2 separate regions of the Sus scrofa genome follow, and region 1 is linked to region 2. A link is a contact called in public HiChIP or PLAC-seq data. All regions are on one chromosome and are shown on one strand. The core of a region is the stretch at or near the end of the contact, and the rest is flanking DNA. Distances in the headings are between cores, read along the strand shown. Region 1 holds the start of SLC25A16 (graves disease carrier protein). Region 2 holds the start of PBLD (phenazine biosynthesis-like domain-containing protein).

Region 1 (3,140 bases), core at 374-2,873, 160 kb before region 2:
GCCAACACGGTTTCTTGGTAAAAATCCTAACTTAATGTTGTATCTCTGTTAGTTGTAAAGAGGTGTCAGAATGAGAACAAGTTTTTGCTCTATGAATATGTACTGTGATGTCTGAATCCATTTAATCCATCCCTCAAGAAATGCTTAGAACTGTGACCAGGCATCTAAAATACCACTCCTTGAGCATATAAGGAAACACTGCACCTGTGGGGAAGCAAGACTTGTATTTGATCAGAATATGACAACTTGCAGAAAAAAGCCAAAAAAAGTCTAGTGGTTCAGGTTTATGCTGTATTTTGAGATTCTGTTCTTGTTCAGACATAGCTCTATAGAAACACTGGCTCTTGTATATTATGATCAAATTTGCACATGACTATCAAATCCATTAAAAGCTAACCTTAAAAAAAAGGGCATACCATAAAAGTGAAAAAAAAAAAAAAGAAATCTAGACCCATCATTAATGACTAAATGTGGCTAGAAACACCTTGCAGAGGCATATATGGGTGGAAAGAGAAACGGGACCAGTGCCAATAATAGTGAAGGTTGGAGTAAGTATTAATGAAAATCGTGATAATTTCTGACAGAGGATAAAAGTTCAGAACAACTGTGGTCACAAAGAATAGGGATGAATTGGAGTTCCCGTCGCGGCGCAGTGGTTAACAAATCCGACTAGGAACCATGAGGTTGTGGGTTCGGTCCCTGCCCTTGCTCAGTGGGTTAAGGATCCGGCGTTGCCGTGAGCTGTGGTGTAGGTTGCAGACGCGGCTCGGATCCCACGTTGCTGTGGCTCTGGAGTAGTCCGGTGGCTACAGCTCCGATTGACCCCTAGCCTGGGAATCTCCACATGTCGTGGAAGCGGCCCAAGAAATAGCTAAAAAAAGACAAAAAAAAAAAAAAATAGGGATGAATTTTGCTCAAGTTGGAAGTGATGAGGGATTCATAGCAATAGAATAGTGTCCATAAGGGGTGGTTAAAAAAAGTACAGTCTTGTAATACAGTAGGGCTAGTAAGAAGAAACGGAAGTTCCTGAGAGTTTAGGAGCTGGTAGTGGGTAGAGCGGTGGAATTTGAGTGCTAAGCATAAGACAGAGATTCAGAACCTCCTGGCAAGTCAGAAGTATTTGTGTAATTCACAGAGCCCCAAAGAAAGAAGAACTTGCTTCAGCAACTATTTCTTTGGCAGAGGTGATGGGGTGGAATTGAAGCTTCCTGGTGAACCGTTAGGGAGGCAGAAACAGGCTCAGCGAGAAGCTCAGAGAAGGCAGAGGTGATTTGGTGGGAGAGACTACAATTTCAGAGGTTCCTGGAAAGAGTGAGCAAAGGCTGGAATTTTTTGTTGTTGTTGTCTTTTTGCCTTTTCTAGGGCCACTCCCGCTGCACATGGAGGCTCCCAGGCTAGGGGTCTAATAGGAGCTGTTGCTGCCAGCCTACACCAGAGCCACAGCAACGCCAGATCCGAGCTGCGTCTGCGACCTGCACCAGAGCTCATGGCAACGCTGGATCCTTAACCCACTGCGCAAGGCCAGGGATGGAACCCGCAACCTCATGATTCCTAGTCGGATTCTTTAACCACTGAGCCACGAAGGGAACTCCTGGGGCTCATTTTTAGGAAGGTCATAAGCAGCCCGCTGGACGGTTCCAGGTCAGTGGTCAATACAGGTCAACGGACGGTGGAGGACTTTCTGAGGTGGCGGGTTTTGGAAGGACCTTCTTGCTGGCCATGTTTCCCTTCCTCCGTCCGTAACAGAAGAGGCCTGAAGAGTGACTCCAGCCAGAAGCAGGGATTTTGGGTGAGGCCGGGGCGTGGGGACACGTCCAACGTGGGGGTGGGGGGAGGTGACGCCCCCTTCGGGCCTTGATCCAGGCCCCGCCTCTGGCGTACGCCATCAGCCCGCGCCGCGCTGCACCGCCGGCGGTATTCCGTCCCGCCCGCACGGCGGCGGGGTGCCCTGTCACCGCCTGCTCTGGGCATGGCTAGGGCTCTTGGACTGTGAGTTGGCGACCAAAGCTCCTGCGCGGCCCTGATCCTGATGGCGGCGGCGGCGGCCCTGGCAGCGGCCGAGCCACCTCCTGCGATGCCGCAGGCAGCAGGAACCGGAGGACCCGCCGCTCGCCGAGACTTCTACTGGTTGCGTTCCTTCCTGGCTGGAGGTGGGTGTCCGTCGGGAGGACCTGGTCGTACCCCGAGCTTTAGGGGCAGGATCCGGGGCAGGTTGGGTGCTTGCGGCCGCGATGACATTCTCGGACTTGGGCTGTTTCAATGCCCTGCCAGGTGTTTGCCGGGACCTGCTATAACCTCTTTCTATAATCAATTGAGTAATCTCATCAGGGTCCTGCAGAGGAAGGGCCTTGAGCTGTCGCGAAGCGGTAGGGGACCTGGAAGGGCTGAACCGGGCACCCATTCTTCAGGGTTGGATAGCCGGGAAAATAGAGGACTCCCTTCAAAGACTCCAGGGTTTCAGTGAAACATGCTGGGAGCTCCTTTCTTGTATAAAGACCATGAACGACTGGTGTAGAATTGGATTTTGCTGTTTGCTTAAAAGAAAACAAATATTGGAGGACAGCTTATTTTTTTTATATAATGATTTTTATTTTTTTCCATTATAGCTGGTTTACAGTGTTCTGTCAGTTTTCTACTATACACCATGGTGACCCAGTTATACATACATGTATACATTCTTTTTTCTCACATTATCATGCTCCATCATAAGTGACTAGACATAGTTCCCAGTGCTACACAGCAGGATCTCATTGCTAATCCATTCCAAAGGCAATAGTCTGCATCTATTAACCCTAAGCTCCCAATCCATCTCACTCCCTCCCTCCTCCTTGGCAACCACAAGTCTATTCTCCAAGTCCATGATTTTTTTTTTTTTCCTGTGGAAAGATTCATTTGTGCCATATATTATATTCAAGATATAAGTGATATCATATGGTATTTGTCTTTGTCTTTCTGACTTCACTCAGTATGAGTCTAGTTCCATCCATGTTGCTGCAAATGGCATATTTTATGTCAGAGTAGTATGAGGACAGCTTATTAAAAATGACTAGGAAATTGTGCAAAACTGTCTACAACCAAAACTGCTTCCGGTGATTCTAGCAAACTGTGCCACAGCTGCTTGACGGTTAGCTGGTGCAGCC
Region 2 (3,245 bases), core at 355-2,854:
ATAAAAACAATACAGTCTATAAAGAACACACCAAACTGTTAACACAATTTTAATTTGGGGAAAGGTTAAGCAGATTTGGAAGACAAACTACTTCAGAATGACTCTCCATCCCATGTGAATGAGTACACAACAAAGTAACCCACACTCTACTAACTCTTCAAAACTCAAAATTAGAACCTGGAATTCTATTTACAAAACCAAACCAAGACAAAACCTGAAGGCATAAAAAAAAAAAAAAAAAAAAAACACCAATCTGTTCTGATACCTTAATAAAGTTGTCTCAGAAACTACCTAAAAAAAGTGTTTACCAATTATTCAGGATAATCCTTCTCAACCTTTCTTTACAAGTGTCACAGCAATTCTGCTTTAAAAATTTCTAGTGTTAGCATCAATCAAAACACCAGCAGCTGAAATACACAGTTTGTCAGTTCTGTATGAAATTTTTAATGTAATTTCCTAAACATTAGGCTAAGTGAAAGAAACCAGTCACAGAAGACCACTACTGTATGATTTTAAATGGATGAAGTTAACGATCTGTGAACTGTATCTCAAAGCTGTTAAGAAAAAACATCTTAGAAGCCAAATGAGATAAAATTCCTTTATAACATAAAGGGTTTGATACATTAATAAACAACCCTAAACCATGCTTCTAAAAAAGTTCCTTGGTCAGCAGGTTAAGAAGGATCCTGTGGTGTCACAGCTGTGGCACAGGTTTGGCCAGAAAATTAAAAAATGAGAGGTAACTTCAAAATTTTGGTCAGAAGTGGTGATGAAATGCTTAAATAAAATGGAAATCATTCCCTTTTCATTGTGCTTGCTCAATTTTAAATAAAAATAGACTCACACACTACTACTTGGAGGTGAGGTGTCTAAACGGATTTCTTTTCTAGAACAAAGTTACCACCCACTGCAGTTCAATCACTTGTTTAACAAAGTAAGAATACCAAAACTACACAGTTGTTTAAAATATAAAAAGCAATTTAGATGCATTTCCAAATCATGATGCAGATGAAGGGCAGGAAAAAAGGTTTCTAGGGTAATCCAATCAGGGAAGCTGTTACACCACACAAGACTTTATAAGAAACTGGGCTATATGTCTTTACAAGTGCATAGAAACACAGAACATCTTCAACATCATGAAGATCTTTTTCATTTTTAAAGATGAAAAAATAAACACACTTGTAAAGATTCATATGCATTATTGGAAGTCTCATGCCTTGCCTGTCCTTTACTTTGCACAGTTTTCAGTGAAAATTACAGACCCAGTTCTCCAATGTTCTAAGGACCGAAAAAAAAAAAAAAAAAATCACAGCACCACATGACTGGGCTTGCAGTTTGTTTTTCTGTTGAGTAGGGTTATTTTCTTCGCCAAAATGTTACTATAGTCCTAAGCCAAATAGAAAATTCGCTTAGCTACCGAAAGAAAATAAACCCTAACTGTATTTTGAAGTATTTTATTTCCACAGCCTTAATGCCAAAACAATCTTTGCACAAAATAAAAATCTTGGAGATTGGTGAAAGCCGATAACGCAATTCCTATACACACATTTTTTCCATCACTGGTTGTTTTTTAACAACTGTTTCCCAAAAGTAAACCACCTACTTAAATTCTAACACAGTATTCGCCAAACTACACAAAACCATTGCTAAACCATCCCGCCCCCGCCCAAAGGTTCAGAAAGTCGTATCTTGGTTCACCTGCTTGAAATAAGCCCCACTGCACATTCCTATTCGGTAAGTCACCCGCTTTTCTGCTTACAATTACCCATAAAGTCTCCCAATACGGTTTAAGTGGAAAAAACCCTTTGGAAAATGAGTACGTACTCTTTTCGAAGCTCCAAACCTGGAATATAAGGGCCGGCTAAGCGTCCTTTATTCCTCCCCGGAGGCTTTTCGTTTTATCTAGCTGCCCTAGAGACCAGAGAGCTAGGGAGAGTACGCCCCTTCCCCCCCTTCCCGTTCGGCAGCAAAGCTTGGCTTAAAAACCTTCGCCACCCGGCGGCGGAATTACAAAGGAGGCCGTCTGCCTCCTTTGTCCCGGGTTTGGGAGTTGAGCGCCTTCGTCGCCATTGGCTTTCCTCCCCCAGCTCCAGCCTCTCTCATCTTGGGAATCTGCGTCAGAAGTCACTCGCAGTCCCGCCAGCCCAGGTAGCCCAGCTGAGACTGCGGAGGAAGGGAGGCCGCGGTGGGAGGCCAGGCCCATCCGGCGCCATTTCCAACCGGAGCGCGCCCGAAGGCCCTGAGCCTCCCCCCACCCAAGTGCCCAGCCTTTCCCAGCTCGCTTCCTTCCCCACCCACATCCCTTCCGAGGCGCTCTAACCACCGCCCCCCTCCCCGGACTCCTAAATCAGTTTTCGGAAGCTAAGGGGCAAGAAGCAGAAAGAGAGGAGAAGGGCGGGAAGCCCAGGTGGCCGCGCCACCGTACCCAAAATGGCGGAAGCCAAACCAGCAGGGAAAAGACGGGAAATGCGTGATGAGCCCCACTTCGGGCCTCGGCTTCGTCCACTAAATCCCCCCTGAGTAAGTCCCCCCCCCGCCCGGCAGGCCGCCCCCGAAGTGAGAGATCGCCCGGGGGGGCGCAGCCTGGCCACCTCCGAGCGGCGACCTCCACACTTCGCCCCGCCCCACCCCCTCCCAGTTTCTCTTTCGTCCTTCTCCCGACTCCACTCTCGAAACCACCATCCCAACCTACCCCCTTTTACTTCAGATACCCTGTCGAGCGACAGTAGCGCCGACTCCGCTGCTTGCGGGGCCCGGTCGTGGAGAAGGAGAAGTCGCCTGCCTCGTGTAGCGCTCCCACAACGGTTCTTCCAACCGTCTCCGGCGGTGGCAACCGCTGAGGGAGCTGCGCAGCAGAGCGACTGGCTTGGGGGGATGGGAGAGCGCGAGAGAGAAGGAGGGGGTGGAGCGAGAGCGAGGAAGACCCACCGGCCCCGCTCTCGCGAGGCAAGAGAGTCGGTCCCGCCTTGGCGCGGAAGGCAAGAAGTGCGCTTGCGCGTTGGTGGAAGGCCTGGTTGTTGGGGTCGGGGGAAGGTGGAGGGTCAGTAACTCCGCTTTTCTTGCTTACCCTAAAACCTTCAAATTCTCAAAGCCACCTTTCTGCTTTCGCGGGGAGATGTGAAGTGGCGAAAGTATTCCTTCCTGTTTGTGTTGCAAGAATCCTGGAGTCGAGTTTTGGAGAAGTCCGCTTTTTCCCAGCGAGAGCAAATTCTGTAAGGCTCCGCCCTCACCCCGCGTCACCTGCG

The links. HiChIP or PLAC-seq counts read pairs in DNA pulled down with a chosen protein or histone mark.
Region 1: an H3K27ac HiChIP or PLAC-seq map of alveolar macrophages shows a contact between it and region 2. The contact joins the promoter of SLC25A16 here to the promoter of PBLD in region 2. A contact is called at or near these places in 1 of 47 Hi-C or Micro-C datasets (epiblast stem cells) and 2 of 2 datasets of contacts at active chromatin or transcription factors (alveolar macrophages and skeletal muscle).

The regions. Positions count from the first base shown.
Region 1 is chr14:71,649,824-71,652,963 of Sscrofa11.1, reverse strand. It overlaps SLC25A16 (graves disease carrier protein), which reads left to right and starts at 1,623. Exons shown (of 9, transcript XM_021072451.1): 1 at 1,623-2,150. The coding sequence starts at 2,030.
Region 2 is chr14:71,485,901-71,489,145 of Sscrofa11.1, reverse strand. It overlaps PBLD (phenazine biosynthesis-like domain-containing protein), which reads left to right and starts at 1,604. Exons shown (of 10, transcript XM_021073523.1): 1 at 1,604-1,734. It overlaps HNRNPH3 (heterogeneous nuclear ribonucleoprotein H3 (2H9)), which reads right to left and starts at 2,851. Exons shown (of 10, transcript NM_001243555.1): 1 at 2,693-2,851.